2 separate regions of the Anas platyrhynchos genome follow, and region 2 is linked to region 1. Evidence: chromatin contacts called from public Hi-C data. All regions are on one chromosome and are shown on one strand. The core of a region is the stretch at or near the end of the contact, and the rest is flanking DNA. Distances in the headings are between cores, read along the strand shown. Region 1 holds the start of CLUL1 (clusterin like 1). Region 2 holds the start of THOC1 (THO complex subunit 1).

The links. A called contact is a pair of places that touch in the nucleus more often than the background predicts.
Region 2: a contact with region 1 is called in a Hi-C map of subcutaneous adipose tissue, with 4 times the contacts expected there. The contact joins the promoter of THOC1 here to the promoter of CLUL1 in region 1. A contact is called at or near these places in 6 of 8 Hi-C or Micro-C datasets (F1 follicle, F5 follicle, liver and 2 more).

Annotation. Positions count from the first base shown.
Region 1 is chr2:53,928,690-53,934,871 of IASCAAS_PekinDuck_T2T, reverse strand. It overlaps CLUL1 (clusterin like 1), which reads left to right and starts at 3,289. Exons shown (of 9, transcript XM_072034772.1): 1 at 3,289-3,469; 2 at 4,387-4,496; 3 at 5,840-5,988. The coding sequence starts at 4,394.
Region 2 is chr2:54,086,147-54,092,328 of IASCAAS_PekinDuck_T2T, reverse strand. It overlaps THOC1 (THO complex subunit 1), which reads right to left and starts at 2,322. Exons shown (of 22, transcript XM_027451976.3): 1 at 2,183-2,322; 2 at 1,538-1,611; 3 at 1,374-1,434; 4 at 764-830. The coding sequence starts at 2,230.

The DNA of each region.
Region 1 (6,182 bases), core at 2,040-4,539:
CCTTGCCTGACCCTCCTCCAGACAGGGCAATCACATCGGCAGGCTCGTGAACTTTGAGATACTGTCATGCTAACACAGCTGTGCCACTTTTGAGGCCTGAGGTGATATTTCTTTTTACAAGATATGTAGCTTAGTCTAACTCCAGCTATGTAACTTAGGGTAGCCTCAGCTCCTTAGTCCTTCCAGCATGAGTGAGAGCATCTCTCTCTCCTGGCTAAAGAAGGAGCCTTGTTTCCTAACTTCAACTACTCAGGTAAAGCTCAAAGTCAGACTGAAGGAGGGCTCCCATGGCCTCTGAATGACAGGAGAAAGTGGAAACCACTTAGGGGCTCCTGAATTACTGGAAAGCATTAAGACCAGAACAAAACAAAATAAAAACTTCAATTCCTATAGCCTTAAAACCATACCAACTGCTAGCAAAGCATTGTGCGTGCTTTAGATTAGGCATGTAATCAGACAATAGGCCCCCAGTAGGATTTAATGTCAATTGAAAGCAGTGGAACTAATGGTGTGCTTACAAATAAAGCTAATTAAGATTTGGTAGAACTGGGGACTATTCCATAGAAGTATCAAGAGAATTAATGTCGATGTATAGCACTTTGCATGCCTCGTGAAGACTGAAAGCAAGTAAACATACTTTCAGCACGATCATTAAATGACTGGCCTATCTCAGGCATAAATGTGAAAATATATAGTAGAAAACAACTCTTCCAAACAGCAAATAATTGTATAAATACAAAACCGGAACAAAATCCCACAGCTAATGTATAACACAGGAAATTCCATTTCAACATATTTCTTGATTCTTAATCCTGCCAGGTGGAATGGATCAACAAAAAGGGAGAAGTCACAGTACACTGTAAAAAAATGTTATACATTTGTGGAGGTCATCCAGTAGGACAGAAGGCAACTCCAAAAATCAGCTACAACTCCCATTGCTAAAGTTCAGTTAGGTTCAAGTTTAATGTTGATCTGAATCATTGGAATTATTTCAGTTTAAATTTATCAGATTCTTGCAAAAGACCTGTTTTTCTGCAAATCCCTTTTCAAGTATTTCCTTTTTTTTTTTTTTTTTTTTTTTTTTTTTTTTTCCCCAATATATACTTATTACTTTCAGTAAATTTACAGCAGTATGTGAATAACAGTTGGTCTGGGGAGAAAGAGACTTTTGCTCACAAAGGCTTCTTCAGATTGTGTCCAGCATGAGAAGCTGTTAAAAGACTATATCTTAATTTGCAGCCACAGCAGTAAGCTCTGAATCATCTGCTTGTATTAGCTTGTGAAAAAATAGTCATGTCAGTACCATAATGTGGTGACATGGCACACTATTGGTGATTGAATTACTCAAATTTAGAAGAACACATTAAGAGGAAACAGTTGAATATGGCAGCTGATATAAAAATTGGAGATATCCACAATGGGTCCATACAAGACAGATTTGAAACATTAAAAGAAAATAGAATGGATATTTGATATGTAACCTGAAGTTATAATTTTGGAGATTTCTGTTTAATTTAATTCAAAATGAAAATGTGAGAGAAATGATTTCCAGAGTGAGCACTACCAGTAATTACCTTTCAAGAACAGAGTGTTGGGTTCCCAAGTGCACTTGAAAGATTAAATATAAGTCCAAGATTAACTTTAACAGGTATAATAGCTATAGATAATTTTGTCTTCAGGTTGAAATTTCCTAGGTTTCTTACACCTCCTATTTCAACCACCAAATATATAAAAAATAATATTGGAGCAAAGAATCGGGATTTTTTTTTAATTATTATTTTTTATTTTTTTTAATGAATAAATCTATATAATAATGCCTATTTCCGTTTGCTTACATAGTGGGTGTAATACGACATGAAGAATAACACCTAGGGTGATGCAACACACTTCACAATGTTCAAAATCAACTGTATTGAGAAAAAAGTTCCTGACATGCATGAGGCTTCATGTCTCAACCTTAGCTTATTTCCCTTAAGGACTAGCATTGCAAGGTGCATGGATGTGTTTGACTGTGGACCCACATGGGCGGTCAGAAGAAGAGCAATTCTGAAAACAAGACATGGAGTCGGTGCCTGAGGCAGCCTCCAGCATCTGCACACTTTGGCAGGGGTGCTGGTCTCCCTCCCCATGGGTCTGAGGCTGGCTGCTTTCTTGCAAATTGCTGTGAACTTTGGGTGATGTGTTGGGCTGCCATTTTTACTCTAGATCAAGTACAGTTTTCTCTGCATTGAGTCAGGCTGCTCCTGGCAGGGGACTGCAAGTCCTTCAAGGCTGCTTGCTTGGTATAGTCACAAAAGATAATTTGAAATATTTTGTACAATGATGAATCTTGGTCAAGAAGTCAGCAGTATTTCAGTGAACCAGCAGTTCATATATATTAAAACAAAAAATGAATTCCCCTTCCCTCCACCATTTTCAGAAAATAAGAGTGGAGCTATCTGAATATGTAATGCAAGTCGAGGACTTGCATTTCCCATTAAAAGCTAACGGGTTCTCCATTCTTCCTGACATGTTTTAAGTAGTAATAATAATAAAAAAACAAGTCCCTTGCCTAAGCAGCACTAGTCTTCCTGGGCCTTGACCATCAATCACCAGTTGACTCTTATGAACTACAAGGTAAACAAACAAACAAAAGGGATGTATTAAAAACTGATGTTATGGACCACTAGCCACATACACCTACTTTCATTGTCCCCTCTTTGTCTTCAACGGAGTACTGCTGGTGAACATCACAGGTGCGATACTACCTGCCAACAACACTTGTGCATATTTTATATCAAGCATCTGCTAGCATTTAAGTATCTCATTTCAAAGTATCTAAAACTTCATGCTGCTCGGATCCCAGATGTACTTCAGACACATGGGTTTACTGAAGAAAATCATTAAGGGGGCAAAAAGCCCAAACATCATCAAGAATAATGATGTACAAAATGCCAAGATTTGCTTATTTCATCTCAGACTCTACTCATATGCCAGGCTGCACCTGGATTCCCTAATTCTTTCAACTTTTGTATCTTCAGAATGTATATGAAGAAAGCAGTGACGCAATTCAATGTTTTTTATAGCTGAAGAGATTAAATGTTGGAAGCTATTTTTAGCCAAGCTAATTGTAATAATTTCACTAAGAACATAAACTGCAGATGTCTCCTAAGGTAAGAAGCAAGATGACTGACAAGCTGTAAAGAGAGGACTACCGAAAAATAACAGATCCGTATCGCGTTCAATTATGTAATTCTATCCAACACTCCCCCTAGTGGTTTTGCCCACACGGCTGAGCACGAAGTCCCATACAAGCAACCTCCCCCCAGCCTAATGACAATATGTCCCATTAATAGGATTAAGTACCTTGTCATCAGATAAGTCGAACATGGCAAAATCCCTGTCACTCTGAGCAATTAGATCAGAGCACAGCCCCAGCCCTTCCTGACGCGGGCAGCAATTTTTCAGAGGACGCGTTTCAGTATTAATGGTAAATATGCTGGTTTTTAACTTTCCTTTGGCAGTGGGTTTGTATTTCTTTGCAAAGTTAATCGGTATTTCATTATAAATGTAAAGGTAAAATGTGCAAGTGACTGTAGAAGTAAATCCAGGATATAGATAAATCCCAGCTCTTCATTTACATATGCACTTGCAGCTGATAATTGCATCTTCCAGAAGGCTGCACTGCCTAACAAGAAGGAACGTAAACACCATGTTTACCTTATGAGATGAGGACTATAAATTGTAGTTGCATGGTTTCTAAAAAATAAACCTTTCTCATGTAACTTTTTTTGGGAGGGAAATAAAGCAAAAGTCTTTTTTTTTTTTTTTTTTTTTTTTTTTTTGTAGGAATTTATTTCAATTGCTGCCGTGTTTACTTATAAAAATGATCTAATTGCCAGCTTCTTAGCACACCTATTACTGCCTTTGCTATTTTAAGTATTATCCTGAAGGACAATGAAAGCGGTCACAAATTTGGAGATAAGGAGGGGAACAATATTCTAGAAATTTCCTTTTCAAAACCTAGCAATAATGTTTAGCATGGATTCGTGTATAACATGAACTAACAATAAAAAGAGTAAAAAGCTTTTAGTGTAAGAGAAAAGAGACAGACTGAGCTTCATAATCTTCCAGTTTTATATTTTTTGTGTCCTGGTTCTATTACACCACTGTGTAAACTCAGTGGAATTGATCTATTAGTATGAATAAATAGAGTACGAATGAGGTCACCTTTTTACTCATGTGTTTTTACTAACAGTAGGAGTATATTACAGATCTGAGAAACCATGCTTAGAGAGTCAGAGACAAAAATAAAGGGACTTGTATTATGCTTAGTAAAAATTACCTAGGCATTTGGCCATCACAAAGATCCTTACATCTAACTTTATCAACCTGCTTTTTTAACAGAAAGACCATGAAGTCCTCTTGGGTATTTCTAATATATGTGCTCTGTCTGAATGGTCACCAGTGTGCACCGACAAGGCAGGAGGAAACAAATCTCCGGGAAAGCCTCAAGAGTATGTATGCATTTCTTATGGGGGGGTGTGCTGGAAGTCTCTGGGCCCAGGTCTCCATTCAGGCTTGCCCTGGTGCTCTTTGACTTCCATGCTCATTGCAGTCAAGAGATCTGTTTTCATGTGTGGAGCTTAGAAACTGTGATATAGCTGAATTTTGCTGAAACAAAGCATCCACACACACACAATGGGGAAATAAGAACAATCGAGTGAGAAACTAAAGGTATTAACAGAGAAGCCTCCTGTGACAAAATAAACTATTTACATTTTTATAGGTTATTTGGTCCTTCATAGATCATTAGAGTTTAAGCTGAACGCACTGTTCAATCCCACTGATTTTTGTTTGTTTAAATAACCTTTGCAAACGTTTATTCCAGAATTATATGCTTAGCTGGAAAAGATGATTATTAAAAATAATTGAAATAAAATGACTTAATTTAGGAGAAAAAAAAAAACACAACCCTACAACAGATGTTCTGTGTATACTCACCTCTAAGCATAGCTTTACTGTGTAGGTATGAAGCCCAAGAGGATCAGCCATGAAATATTCCTTTGCTTCTGTCTATTTTAATAGTACTTCTGTGACAAACAAAATGTTAGAGGAGGGGAAGAGAAATATAATGGAATAAATGAATGACATATGCTTTTGGCAGTCTCATGGTAATGTGCCCTTTACTTGTTTTGTATAGCTCCAGTAATATTCAGGATATTTCTACACAGGGAGCAAATACAGATAAAGAATTTGCACTCGTGAAGAGATTCAAGGTGCAACATGGAGACCAGTCTGGCCTTTCACCAAAACTCTATGGGTGTTACCTCACAGGACCTCTAGAGATTATATTTTTTGGAAAGCAGGTTGCAGGCTCCTGTAATCTACGTCTTCAAAATATTAAACTCTCACAGACTGATTTCAGGTCAAAAATAAACATATAGGTTTTGTCATTAAGAAAATAGTGAGCAACCCTTGGAGACATCCAAAACCCAGGATGAGGTCCCGAGCATCCTGCTCCAGTTGACCCTGCTTTCAGCAGGTGGGTTGGACTCAGTGACCTCCAGAGGTGCCTTCCAACCTCAACTATTCTGGGGTTTGTTGATCTAGTGATATAGCTGATCACTGGCAAAGTGATATAGCTGATCACTGGCAAAGACTCTGAGCCCGAACCTTAATTGACAGAAATTGCCTTGGCTGCATGTTATTCAGCACTCACTGTCCCAAGGTTTGGCACTGCAACTGTAGGGAAACATAAAGCTGATTTGCTTTCCTTTGTCATCTGTGTGTGACAATTTGTGCTAGTGCTAAAATTGGATTAAGCCACTGTATAATTTTATTTATGTATTTATTTTAGTGTTATCTGAAGTTGGAGAGAAATATGTAGATGACGAGGTAAAGAAAGCTCTGATTGGTATTAAGCAGATGAAAATTATGATGGAAAAAAATGAAGATAAGCATATAGATCTGATGAAAACCTTGAAGAAGAGCAGTGAAGAAAAACAGGTAAAAAGTGCACCTTTTTTTTTTTTTTTTTTTTTTTTTTTTTTTTAAGTTATGGCTATTTTTAATCAAAGATGAGGCAGGTTGTACATGAACTTAGCCTACCTCCTGGAAGTGGTATTGCATGCTATTATGCTAAGGCCAAAAACCAACCCAAAAAGGATCCCTTGGAGTCTCCCTTTTTCTGTGAAGAATGC
Region 2 (6,182 bases), core at 1,073-3,572, 160 kb before region 1:
TGGGTTTCTACATAGCCTAACAAAAAGCTTTGGCTGAAGTATGAACTCCCACTGAAGATATTTTTGTATGCATGTACACATGCAGATGAGAGCTTTGTATTAATGTGCAGAAAACACTAAACAAGAACTGTTTTAAAAATCTCAGAAGACTCAAACAGCTAGCCTTGCATCTCACAATTAAACTCCTTCAGACTTCTAAATCCATAGTTCTACTGCATACACATAAGAAGTCTGAGAGTCTTTTCCTCAAGCATGTATATCCACACTCTGCTCTGTACCTTGCTAATGTCTACATTCATTGTAATCATAGATCATGTTATTCTACAGTTGTTAAGACACATACGTAATTGAGCTATACTTAATAAAACAAGTATTTGATAGGTAACGTGAACAAGTAAATAAATGGAAGTATGTGAAAGACTCTTCAAAAGAGATTAGCACAATGATTTCTGACACAGAAGATGAAAGTTATCAAAACAGATTCAAGTATCTAAAAAACACCTGTGTCCTGACAGGTCAGTATGTGGGAGATGAGCAGAGACATTCAGTAGAACTCAAAAAAAGATTCCAACACAAAGGTCACACAGGTAACTGAGTTTAATTCTATTTCACTCCTCTCATGAAACAGAGTTAATCACTACCCTAAAAACCGCATATTATCAAAGCCAACTGCTGAATACAACTTACAAAAATCAAGGTATTAAAATCTGAAACAACCCTAAAGCCCCCCAAACTGCCAATAGATTTGAAAAAAGATGCTCACCTTCTGTGACTCCATTAATAGCAAGAGAAATAATTGCCAGGAGATTTTCACATGGAGCTTTATTTATCTAAGCAAAAAGAACAGTTTTAAACTTCTTTATTCTGACTTTAATATATTTAATGAAACCAAAATTCTTGTTTCCAAGCAGGGGTATTTATAACAGATATTGACATTGAAATTTCAACCTGTTACATCAGACCCATCAGTTAACTGTATACAGATTTAATGAATGAACAACACTTCTTGACCAGTTACAGCTTTTGAAGACCCTACAATATTTACTCTGCAGACTGTGTCATTCACCTCTGAATATAACTACCCTCCATTCCACCTACACTCAAGTAATACTAACAAAAACATCCTCTGTTTCCTTTTGTTTACCGTCAGGCAACTTTGTTACATGCTAGTAACAGATGACCCACTCCACCCTACTCTTGAAGTATAATGCAGAATAATCTGTATTTATGAACTCAAATTTTCAGACTGTTTTTTTTTAAATAACCAGTATTTCCCAATACTGCAATAAGCTGCTGTTAAACTAATATCCTAACTAGTGGATTAAAGTTGGATTTATACTAAAAAACATGCCTTAGCAGTTTGAAGTACTTACTATTTCTTCTTCTACAATAACTCTAAAAGCTTGATCCAAGGTACACTTCTTTTCATTTTCACTGCAAACGCAAACACCCCACATCAGTTAATAACGTTATTATTAGGAACACACAAAAAAGATCTGGAAACGGGCACCTTTTAAAGCCAGTGGCAGCCACTTACCTCCCAGGAATCTGGTTAAATGCGTTCAGCAGCGGTTTGATAGTTTTGTTATGCAGGGCCTCTCTGGTAGAAGACTATCAAAGTGTGAACAGACAAAAGTTACAAGGGCAGTATGAAGCTGGAATGGTACCAAGGTTGTTTCTGCCAGATCACTTTTGTTTTCTGCCACCTGATGGTCAGAAATGCGAGGGAACCGCGTGTACTGCACCCCGCGTACTGATTTACATGTAAACACACACCACGTAGCGACTTACCAAGGAGTCTTTGGAAACAAATCGGGTAAATAACACGAAATATGTAGCAAATTAGGCATGTGAGGTAGCAGATCACGCCTCACACCCGAGGGCTGCATGGTGGAAGCGAAGCACAAAGGGGCGCGCTGCGCTGTGCCCGCTGCTGCGCCTACCACACTCCCAAGCCCCCCACAGCCTCCCCCTCTCAGCAGGGGGATTTGGGGCGGTTTGGGATGGGGGTGCGAGCCCCACTCCCCGCTTTTCGCGGCGCCTTACGGGCACCTCAGCACCCAGCCGGGCCCTCCCCGCAGCCAGGCGCGGCCCCCCTCAGCACGGCCCAGCGCGAGATGGCGGCAGCCGCGCGTCCCCCCGGCCCCGTCCCCGTCTCCCCGGTGCCCCCCGGGCTGCTCACGGTGAAGCGGAGCCGCGCCTCGGGCAGGCTGAAGAGCGGCGGCGACATGGTTGGGCTCCGGCCCGCGGCGCTCCGCGATGACGCGATGGCGGCCGGGCGGCCGTTGGCGCTGAGGGCGGGCCGTTAGTGAGGCGCTGCTCCCCCCCCCCCCCAACGCCCTCATTGTGGAAAAAAAAAAAAAGCTGCTTTTTACCTACCCCGTGTTTTAATTTCTGTTTCTTTGGGTTGTGCAGGTGGAAGGGAAAGACCTGCGTCTAGCAGCTCCGAAGACCTTCGCCTCTTCTGCCTGCCAGTGTCAAATACAGCTCCCTATTTTAAAAATTTGTCCATCATTATTTCAGCAACAACACAACATTTATTTATTTATTTATTTTTATGCCCAGAAAATCAATATACTGTTCATACAGCGTATACAGCAATGTACTGTTCATACAGCATATAGCTCAGGAGGTCTTGACCTGGACGTGGAATTTAAGCGCTATTCCTGATGTAGCACATTACTGAAGTAACATGTTAGAACACACTGGCTTACACATCTTCTAAATGTCTCTCAGAAAATGTGAGTGTCTGGGAACGAAAGTGTCGCAGTTACTGAACTTTGATATTGTTTTGAACTTCGAGGGTGGTGAGGCGCTGGCACAGGCTGCCCAGAGAAGCTGTGGGTGCCCCATCCCTGGAGGTGTCCAAGGCCAGGCTGGATGGGGACCAGAGCAACCTGATTTAGTGGTTGGCGCCCCTGCCCATGGCAGGGAGCTGGCACTGGGTGATCTTTGAGGTCCCTTCCACCCCAAGCCATTCTCTAGATCTATAATTATAATAATTCAGACACCTCAAAGAAAGCAGAGCCCCAGGGCACTTTCCCAGGTCTCCCAGGCACACAGTTCAGTACCTGGTTGAAAAGTACAGGTGCTGCCCGATTCCTTTTATGTAGGCAGGAAAAACTAGGATACCTTTTTTTTTTTTTTTTTTTTTTTTTTTTCCTGCTTCTGGAAAATGCAAGTAATTATTTGCATTTTATTAATTGCATTCACTATTCTAAAAGCAAATATTAAAAACCTCAGAGATCATCTAGAAGCCTGTTTTATTGTGTGGCTCGTTCGCTTTTCTGCCGGCAGAGGGAAGCGTTTACCCAGAAAACAGAGGTGCGGATGGACGCCTGGTTCTGGTGGCAGTGCCAGCTGTAGGTTTGGCCCTTCGTCTATAAATGAAATCAATGTGTGACACTTCCTTAAAAAAAAAAATTCAGGGTCGTTTCAATTCATTTCAAAACCGTGGGGGGAAAGGGCTTCATAACATTGAATATAGGCATGATTAATCATTTGGAATGCGTCACCTGCATACGCTGTGAGACATACTGAATATTACCCATTCAGGCTTGCAAGAAAGTTTGCTTGGCTTTCTGCAACGTCTTTCTGATATTTCTCATCTCTTATTTTGATAAATTAAAACACATTTTCAGATGAATAAGGCACTGTATTATGTTGAGATTATTCTGATGTTGTCCCCCACCTCCAGAGCTGTATGAAAGAGAAACAAAGAGCTCTCTGAATAGGGTAAAAAAAAGCATTTATACTTTTACAAGAACAGTAGAAAGCCATTTGCAAGTGTCCTAAGGAGATACTGACAAAGTAAATGGTGTCTTTGTAGAATATAAATATTCCTTCAGCCAAGGCTGATGTTATAGAGGGCTGCCAGCCTGAAGTACAATGTAACTTGGTAGTGAGTACAGCATAGATTTTTTTTTTTCTTGGTGTAGGAACAGATAAAGAAGAAGAAAAATATTACTATTTTGACTTAATAGCCATTTTTTGCTTGATACAGGCCATGATTTTTTCCTCTGTTTAGGATGCTATTTGTCACTTTCCTATAGATCTTGTGCAGAGCAGGCACTGACCCTGAGCTGTTAGTACTCGTATTGGGCTATTGACAAGAGTCCAGCAAGCTGGCTGCTGTGATTGAAGATGTTTGTGCTCCAGCAGTTATGAGAGACTACTCTTCCCACAGCAAAGTCAGCAGCATGACATTTCTGCTTGCCACTTGGCTTTGCCATAGCACAGACACTGACAACTGATGGTTTAAAGGCATCTTCCACCATTCCAGCACAGATGCCAAACAATGCCCTGGGCTGGCAGATAAAATTGCTCTGCTTTGGGGATCAGAAACTCAGTGGAGCAGTAAAGGCAGTAACAAATTAAAACATGAAGAGGAGTCAACGTCCTAAATTGACTAGCAATATGTTAGAAATGTACACCATCATGTAGGCTGTCTTCTGGTATGTACTAGGTAGAAAGCTAAGGGGGGAAGAAAAGAGTTAACACTACTTTCTTTAAAACTAGTACAAGCCAAATCAGTTTTCAGCCCAGAATTAAAACCTATTTCCAGCTGAAAGTCCAGTTGGAAGAAAGCCATTAACAAAACCAGTATCTCAGAACATCTCTCTGCTCAGAGGGCAATTGATAGAACAGAGATCGCATTACCTTATGTCAATAGGTTGTGTAGTTGAAATTACAAAAAGCTTCACCTAAACCAGACACTATTTTTCTGGATACAATCCTTTTCCAAGACCAAACTGGGTTTCTATTTTAACTTCTGCTAACATTCCTGCAGAACAACATAGTCAGAAGCCTCTGAAGCCTCTGTCTCTGGTGGCAGTAGTGCTCGGTGTTTAGTTCTCCCTCCTTGGTTGCCCTTCCTTGTGCTCAAGGAGCTCTTCTTTTCAACACTTTTATTCCCTGGACAAGAACACCCAACATTCAGTGCGCAAGGATCAGCACGAAAAATGGATACATTCCCTTATTAGCCTGGTTTAAGTAGCTTACCTGGTATTCCTGAACCAGTCATGGGAAGTTGCACAAGACAGAGTCTTTCATCTTCAAAACAATGAATGAACACCAGAATACACAAGCTGTATTACCTTGGGTAGTTAGTTTTTAGGTGGCATCCTGCCAGCCACTTTAGTTTGTTACTGACTGAGATACAACTAATAGACCGATGAGGGAGAAACAAAAAAGAAAATAGCCCCTCAGGAAAATTTAAGTTACATTTTTAAAAAGTGCTTAGCAGAGAATCTTTCTACATTTTATTAGTATGCAATAATTTTCTCCAGAGCATACACACAACTTTTATATTTCTAAATCTCTTGATAATATTCCACTGCATGTAATTCTTTCTATTTTTCTACACAATTTCCTGAATAAATCGCCGGAGAATATATGCCATGTGATCCTATTCTATCATCATAGTTACAGCACAAAAAAATCACTTCAAATAACTTGTTCAGGATATCTAGAAAGGCTTCGTTTTTCTGGACTCACCTAGAAGTCTGTTCCACATGTGACCCTTCTGTTTTAGTGTTTCACTCTTGTCTTTCATCTGGGACATGGGACTTACTAGCACAGCTGTCCAAGAATAGTGCCACTCTGTATGTAGGTGAAATATGGTCATAAATGGAAGTGAGCTGACCCATTAACGGCCTTAATGCTCAAGACCAGGGTTTGACCTTACAGTAGAATAAAAATGGGAGTCAGGGAAAGCTGACAGCATGGAGTGATGCTCCTGCAGCATGCTAAAGGTGCTTGTGGGTAGGTTCTGCCCAAACTTGAGTCCAACAACTGCATTGACCCCGATACAAATAAACTGTCCTGTTCTAACCAGAGATGATGACTAGACAACTCACAGTAGCTAGATACTTGCAATTGCCCCCCAAACTGGAGCTGAATTGCACTCTTGTTTGTCACTCATTCTGCATGGTAAGATAGGAAAACAGAGAGGAATTTATTCTTGTTGACTAGTTTTTGGTCCATTTCTAAAACTATTTCTTTACATTTTATTTTCATCATAATAATTATTAACATACTTTTTTTTTTTTTTACATAATTATTAATCTGCAGAATAAATGTCCATTAAATGTTTTAAAGTAGTATTGTTTGCTATCTTTAATAGTCTTCCTTGAATTTGGCTTATTTATCATCATCATCTGTGTGTCTTGAGTCTCAGTTTG